Linked DNA regions of Sus scrofa: region 1 is linked to region 2. The links are chromatin contacts, called in public Hi-C maps. All regions are on one chromosome and are shown on one strand. The core of a region is the stretch at or near the end of the contact, and the rest is flanking DNA. Distances in the headings are between cores, read along the strand shown. Region 1 overlaps VGLL4 (transcription cofactor vestigial-like protein 4). Region 2 overlaps ATG7 (autophagy related 7).

Evidence for each region. A called contact is a pair of places that touch in the nucleus more often than the background predicts.
Region 1: a Hi-C map of liver shows a contact between it and region 2, with 7 times the contacts expected there. The contact joins two enhancer-like sites. A contact is called at or near these places in 7 of 47 Hi-C or Micro-C datasets (embryonic fibroblasts, liver, psoas muscle and 1 more) and 2 of 2 datasets of contacts at active chromatin or transcription factors (alveolar macrophages and skeletal muscle).

Annotation. Positions count from the first base shown.
Region 1 is chr13:67,746,383-67,750,516 of Sscrofa11.1, reverse strand. All of the region lies in intron 2 of VGLL4 (transcription cofactor vestigial-like protein 4), which reads left to right. Among named protein-coding and RNA genes, the nearest start is that of VGLL4, 120 kb to the left of the region's middle. Within about 2 kb of position 2,491, at least 6 of the 83 cell types and tissues checked have an H3K27ac peak or open chromatin away from gene starts, as enhancers often do. A contact at or near this core is called in liver, where this site is marked.
Region 2 is chr13:67,614,491-67,618,385 of Sscrofa11.1, reverse strand. The region is part of intron 19 of ATG7 (autophagy related 7); the gene reads right to left. Among named protein-coding and RNA genes, the nearest start is that of ATG7, 200 kb to the right of the region's middle. Within about 2 kb of position 2,500, at least 3 of the 83 cell types and tissues checked have an H3K27ac peak or open chromatin away from gene starts, as enhancers often do. A contact at or near this core is called in liver, where this site is marked.

The sequences.
Region 1 (4,134 bases), core at 1,242-3,741, 130 kb before region 2:
GGAGTAGCGAAGACGGGAAGGAGAGGGGTACGGCTGGAGGAATGGGCCGTGGAGGTCTCAACCACTAGGTTGAGAACTTGCAGACTTGGTTTCAACAATCTCAATCAGGGGCTTAAAACTCTTGATGGTGGGAGGCTGGACGACCATGTTGAAGGACTCTCTTCCCGTCTACGGCCATACCACCCTGAACGCACCCAATCTTGTGTGAAGGACTCTCTTCCAAGGCATGAAGTGATGTGAGAAGGGATAATTGGAAGGATGAACTTAGTACCAATAGCTTTTATGTGTCTGACCTATACAAGTCCCTAACGCAGCAGGTGTTTTTTGAGTGCCTGCTATATGTGTTCCAGGAAGCATACAGGCCAGTCTCTGATCATGTTGGGTGTTTCCTTATCTTTTTCTTTCACTGTCTTTGATGTAAAAATGCTCTGTGCTGATTTGTAATCAGGGGATGCCCTGTTTTATCCACCGTAACTCTCCAGTCTCTTACAGAGCAAATGAAAGACGCTCAGTAAATGAGCAAGAGATTGAGTGAGCGTGACAAGATGCTCACTACTGTATTTTTACTCTGGAAGGGAGAAGGTTAGTTTTTTATGATAGAAAAATTCTGTGGGCATTACCTCAGGCAAGCTTAGTGTCACCAGCAATAGGACAAAGTGGCCTCAGGTGCCTCTGATGCGATGCCTTCGATCCCATTTGATCTGTGCCTCACCACTCTCACTTTCTTGCCAAAAATGTTCACCTTGGATCTAATCATGATGAAATGATCAGATCACCAAAAGTTATAGGACAGTTAATTCATCTAGATCATTTAAATACATCAATGTCATGAAAGAGGAAGAAAAACAGAAGTTCTTTTAGGAAATTAAAGAGGCATAGCAACTCCATTGCCCATTGTGTGATTCTTGATTGGTTCCTGGATCCCGCCCCCACCCCCTGCCCTTGCCAACACTACCCCCCCCCAAATAAAAGATATAGTGGAGTTCCCATTGTGGCTTAGTGGGTTAAGAACCTGACATAGTGTCCCTGAGGATGCGGGTTCCATCCCTGGCCTGGCACAGTGGGTTAAGGATCTGGTGTAGGCACGAGCTATGGTGTAGGTTGCAGTTGCAGCTCCAGTTCCACCTCTAGTCCAGGAACTTCCATATGTGGCACATGTGGGCCTAAAAGGAAAAAGGAAATATATAGTTCATTTGGGAACTTTGAATCTGTATTGGATATTAAATAATAATGGCATATCAGCTTTACCTCTCTTGGGTGTGATGAGGATATGGTGACTCTGAAGGGGAGTGTCTTCCCTTGTAGGAGACACTTGAAGTATTTGGGGTGTAAAATGATGTTTGCAAGTTACCTTAAAAGTTATAGCAGTTTTAGTTAAAAAAAAAAAAAAGTGTATGTATGTGAATAAGTAGACAAAACGAATCAAAGTGATGGGATGTTCACTTTTCATTCAACTTTTCGGTAGCTTTATGTTGTTTTTGAAATGAAGAGTTGGAAAAGGTAAAATTATGTACTTGGATACTTGGCTCTTTCAGTGATAAAGATTACACAATCTCGCTTTAAATTGCTGGTTTGGCCAGTCTTCACAGTGATGAGGTGCTTGAATTATGTGCATGCCTGTGTTCTCAATGCTATTTCCCTCTTGGTGTTGTAGACTCTTTGAACTTTGTGTCCTGTTTTACTCCTTGGAGAATTCACTCTGTGGTGTCTGATACCAGCCTATTGAGCAGCGAAAGGTAACAGTGCAGTGAGTTTCTGCCTCTCTGTGGGGCAGCAGAAAGGCCTGGCCCTCTGAGATACTGGGCTTGGGATGTTTGTCGTGTCCCAGCTCCCTGCCAGCTTTCACTCCATCAGGGGTTTGGAGCTGATAGATTTTGTGTTTAGGGGAGTCTGGCCTGTCCATGGCCTTCAGGCGTCCCTATGCCAGTCTGTATATGAATTTGGAATCATTTCCTGGGAGCCTCATCTTATCCCTTAGGATATTCTGCAGAGAACAAGATTGCCTTTTTCTCTCTTGATGGGCAGTAGCAAACACCATGGTTTTTGCTCAAAAATCTGTAGTTGTTGGTTTTGTGTGTCTGTGGCCGTGCCCTTGGGGATCAAACCTGCACCACAGCAACAACAATGCTGGGTCCTTCGCCTGCTGTGCCTCAAGAGAACTCTGGTAGTTTTGGAGCTGGAGAAGGGCAGGCTCTGTCCTTGGTCTCAACCTACCAGCATCAAAAAGGGCACTCCTGGGGCGGGGGCGGAGGCGGCGGCTGCCTTTGGGTTGGGTTTTGAAAATGGAGATGACCGAATGGGTCCAGAGGAATTCTGAAGGCCTTCTCCTGGGGAGAAATGTGTTGGAAAGAAGCCAAGGAATGGAGAGTCTGCATGGGGGAGGGGTGCTAGTTGACCCCGCACCCTTTGATCCTTGAACTAGATCAGGGCCTCTGCGAGGATTCACACGGTCACATTCACACAGGTGGAAACAGTCCCAGAAAGTCAGGGAGCTGCCCCAAGATCACCGGCTGTTCCCTGTGGAGCAGTTATGCAAGGCTCACTGACCCGTGCTCCTTGGCCCTGTGTCCCATCTTTGATTTGCTGGTGGAAACTGTATGTGTGCTCACCTCTCGTGAACCGTGGGAGTAACAGTGGAGATGGTCTTTTGTCCCCATTGTCTCATCCTCTAAATGGGAGTTTGTCAAAGGATGGAACTCAACAGATAGTGTAGTAATAAATGGCCTGTTGAGGGCTGGGACTTCCCTGTGAGTTTTCCCTGATAATCACACAAATCCCTCCAGGTAGCTGAAGCAATAGAGGCTCGAGAGAGATGAGGATCACACCACTGATTCCAAAGCCCACCACATTCCTCTGCTCCAGGCTGGTGTGGTCAAGACATGGAAATAAGTTACAGGGCCACACTCTGCCCACATGCCAGAATTACAGAAAGGAGCCAGTTGTGAGATGTCCACTCCAGAGATTCAGTGTTAGGGGAAGTCAAAGGAGGGAAGGTTTAATTTTCTAATCTCTCCTTCCGCTCCCCAAATACTCTCTTTTTTCCCTCCTCCAACAGTCAGTGACTGATTCTAAGGTTCAGTGCTTTCAGGGCCCCTGGCCTAGTCAGTATCCTGTCAATGAAAGAATGTGTAGAAAATGCAGATTCTAGCCTCTTACCTTAGATATTTAACCTACTTCATGCCAAAGGACTGGAAGAGAGCGTTTCTTTGGCTATTTTTACCCACTTATATTTTGAAGAGGTGAGACCATCTCCTGCACTCCCCACCTGCTTAATTCCTCTACTTCATGGCTGCTGGATCCCCTAGGAGGTGGCATTCCTATTGAAGAAGTTAGTGCAGGCTCGTTGCTTTGCCTCATTCAGCAAGTCCTTCTAAGCATTTATAAACTCTACTAGAAAGAAAGTTGAGCCTCCAGCAAAGTGCCTGATTCCAATACCATCTGCAAACACTTTGCTTTCATAATTCTACTCTTTCTTATTAACAGTAACATGTTGCAAAAGTAGATTTGTGTGTAAACACAGCAAAGAATTTCTGGCAGGCTTAGAAAGTCTTTTCCACTAAGGAGGGTTCTCTGCCCTTGACATCCAAGGTTCTTAAAATGCTCTTATCTCCTTGGAGTTCACGATCACGTGTCAGTGCTGGGGCCTCAGACGGACATGTAAGGATGTGTGACTCATTGTACCCATGTCCCAATATCCAGGCAGACACAGTACAGTAAAAGCAGGGCTTGTTCTTTGAGACTCAGATTCCCTGATTTACTCTGTACCCCCTGAAGCTCTGATCAGAGCTGCAGGCTGTGGCCTTAGAAGACCTAGAACAGAAGCTGATGTGCTTCCTAGGTCTGCTTCAGGAAACCAAGGATGCAAAGAGGTGTTCAATCTTTATGAATCCCGATTATGACTTAAGAATCCACAACACAACCTAACACTGAGATTTGTGCATCTTCAATTTAATTATGTTGCCATTAGGTACCTAAATTTTTTTTTAAGATGAGATGCTATATATCCATAGATGATATGTTTAGTAAATTACTTTGAGTCCTCTTACTTTGTGATCATTTCACCCAGGTTAGTACTACATAATCTATGAAGAAACAGTTTAGTTATAAAGTGAATTCAGTAGGGTGAGATTGCAT
Region 2 (3,895 bases), core at 1,251-3,750:
ATACAGCTGCCCACTGCTGTGTGCCCTCCATCTCGGCCCCACCAGGGCCAGCTATCCTCCTCTGCAGCTCAAAGTCACTGCCAAACACGCTGCCCTTGCTCCCCTCCCTCGCCAATGAGGGTGGGCACCAAGGACCTCTGCACCACACCTCTTCCTATATAAAAGGTGATTTCAATAATAGACCCAGCTTATGAGGGCTTGTGTGGGCCTGTGAGGACTTGATGACAACACACATCAAGCCCCATGATGGGCACCGGTCAGTGTTCAACGAGCGGGAACTGTTACTGGCACACATCACTGCCTATGGAGAAAATCCAAATTCAGATTTCTTGGCCAAGTAAATGATAATGTCAGTAATCACAATGTAACTCACTTGCTCAGCTGCTTACACCCAAACATTCGTGTCTCAACCCTCCTTCACCCCAAAGCATTCCCCACAGAGCAGCCCAGACTTACCAGACAATGGATGTTACTCCCTGTTATCCCCTGCTTGATGCAGACACAAGTTCTAGGTCTTTGCCCAGGGTATTCCCTCAGCCTCCCGGCTCCTTCCCCAGATGCTCGCCAGTCTAGCTCCTTCCTCTGCATTCAGGTCTCAGCTCAGAAACCACCTTTCCACAGGGACTGTCACAGACCTGCCAGTCTGAATCATCTAACCCCTGACCACTATTCTCTCCTGCTCCCTCCCCATCCCAATTCATTCTAACCCAACACCCTGTTTTGCTTTCACCTCTGTGTCCATCACTAGCTGAAAGTTTCTTTTTTCACTTGTTTGTGATCCAGGCAAACATGGAACCTTGCCTATCTTGACAGCCACTGCATCCAGCACTTGGAAGGGGCCTTGCATTTAGCAGGCAATGAATGCACAGAGCTTCACACACAGGCTGCCAGTTACCAGGCACCCAGAAAGCTGCAGCTGAACTGAACTACACTGAATTTAACTGAGGGGAAGATGGCTAAGGACGGTACAGATAAAAATCTATCCTTGGCCACTGTCTTTTCAGATCACATGTATAATGAAGGGCTCCTACTGCGACCTGCGCTTATCAACTATTGCACGTGCAGTGGATAAGCAATGAGATCCTGCAGTATGCCACAAGGAACTATATCTAACCACTTGTGATGGAACATGATGGAGGATAATGCGAGAAAAAGAATATATATATGTGTGTGTGTGACTGGGTCACTTTGCTATACAGCAGAAATTGACAGAACATTGTAAATAAACTATCATTAAAAAATTTTTAAAAGAAATTATCCTATCTTGAATGTACTCTGACTGTTTCAAATGCATTAGTCTTATTCCTTTGACCTTAGCTCAGAAATTTAATCTTACACTTTTCCAGTCTGTTAGTGCTCCTAGTCTAATTCTTGTACAATTAACTGTGAAGGCTATCAAACTTGGAACTGAATCTCAGGTCTTCTACCAGTTCTAAAACATTGGCAAATTATTTATCCTCTCTTAACCTTAACTTCTACATCTTTTAAGTAGTGACAATGATACCCATTTCACAAAGGGTGGCTATAAAAAAATAAATGGGATGATGTACCAAAAAGGCCTATTGATGTACTTAACAGAAAACAGGTACTCAAAGCATTATAATTTCCATCCTGGGTAGGCAGTAGGAGCTCAAAAAATACTCACTAGGTGGCAACCAAATTGAGATGGAAAGCATGCCAGGAAATTAGAATATGAAGAGTGGCAGGAAAAAAACAAGTTATCAGGTGGAAGTAACAAAAAAAGGACCAAAGTCCTAAGATGTTCTGTTTTTCACTCCCCATGTAAGAATATCTCCAAATGTTCCTATTTTATGTCTTGATTCCAGTGACATGTGGCAGTCAGAGCTGAGTATCAGAAAGACACTGAGTATGAGAAATCACTGGTTAACTGCAAAAAGAAAGGATATTCCTGAAAAAGTATTTAAATCTATATATAGTATATAGTATCAGAGAACTTGTGGCAGGATTCCAATATGAAAACCACTGGGAATTTAAGTATTTCTTGACCTTATCAAGAAACACAAGTCATGATGAAAAACTGTTGTGTTTATTTGTCATTCCAAGCCTCCAACCCCAATACCGGAGCTGCTGGACACATCACCAGACTAGGGTGAAAAGTCAAAGAAAGCAATAAACTGGCTGTTTTGAACCATCCTGGGGGATGGATCTTTACAGAAAAAGGAGAAGACAAGCCACCTGCTTGGGGTCCATCACACCATTTAGGGCTTGTTAATAAGACAAATATTAGCAACAAAAAAGAAAGGAAAGGCAGCCATAGTGTCCATCTCTCATGCTGATCGCTCGGTCTGCTGTATCATTATCCCATGAAAGTCATACCAGCTCTCTGATTTCTTACCAATCTCTCCCTGACTCTCAGGTCATGTGATTTAGGAGGGTTGTTTACCCAATTTACCACTGACGATGGGAACACATCCCAGAGATCTGACCAGTGAGGGTTACTTGGCTGCCCCCACCACTGTGACTGGGTGACTAGTGACCAGCAGAGCAGGACATTGGCTAGTGCCACTGGGAACAAAGCTCCCTTCCCATCGGAGTCGCTTAGCCTGGGCCACCAGTGCCAACTTGCTATTGTGAGGAGAGAGCCTGCCAAGAAAGAGGCAATGCAGAGAAAAGCCAGGCAATGGCACATGGCAGGAAGGTCATTATTGACATTTCTTGAACACTTGGATCTAGTAGTGCCTAAGGCTAGAACTATCCATGAATTTTTCAATTACTTGAACATATAAATCCCCATGTTTGCTTAAATCTCTTTGAGTTAGTGTCTAGTTTTCAACCAAAAGAGTCTAATACAGTGAGTAATCTTGGAGAGTTTAATCCGAAAGGAGTTATCTAAAAAGACAGCTGTGACCCACTTTTTGAGTTCTCATTAAAAAAAAAAAAGAAGACCAAAACATGCAAGATGCTGGGGAAGCACCTGCATTTCTAATACCAGCAATTCCATCTGATCAATGCAAACTGAATAGAAATGAGAGGTTCTATTCACGGTGAGGTTACGGTTTGAAGAGGAGATCTATATTTCCTATGTCCTCGATCCTCCATCTTTATTTCCTGGTCAAAGAGTCAAATGTTCATTCATTCTTCCAAAAATGTTCAAAGTAAGTGGTGCATATGTGCCGGGTATTGCGCGAGGTTCAGAGGATACAAAGATGATTAGGACATTCTTATTTTCAAGAAGCTAACAAATAATTATGATTCAGGCTGACAAGTGCTGGCTGAAACTCTTCGGGAAAGGATGAATCCACATTTGCCAGGTGAGGACAATAAAAGCAGAGGGGTGAGCGGAAAGTGTGTCAAGTCCAGGGTGGCCAGGACCAGTGACTTGGGAGGCAGGCTGCAGCCGGTCTACACAAGCTGTCTAGCACTGCCTTGATGAGGAGTTGATCTGATCCTGGAGCCAAGCTGAGCCTCTGCAAGTCCCTGAGAAACTGTGTGTGTCACCAATGGGGACCACTGGCTGTGGAGGCTTGGGTGGAGAACAGTCAGACTGGAGTAGGAGGCAAGGGTCTACAACCCTAACTCAGAAAGCACTGAGAACCTATCCTATGCAGATGGCTTGAGAAGAAGGGGATCATCTGCATCTTAAATGACAAAGACTGAGTAAGAGTAATTCAGGGAGGGGGTAAAAACGCCTGTGTCTCCTCAGACTCTGGGTCACAGCTCCTCCATCCTAGGTCTTCCGCAATCTACATGCAACTCACCCACAGGGCTCAGTGTCAGGAGAGGCCTCTGCTCCATGCCTGCTTGTAGCTCATTGGGTACCCCCTTACCATTGGATCCTACAGCTGTATTTTAGACCTGATCACTCACTACATTGCTCTGATCCTCAACTTCCTCATCTTTAAAATGGGAATACTGTCAGTTACCTCAGGATAAG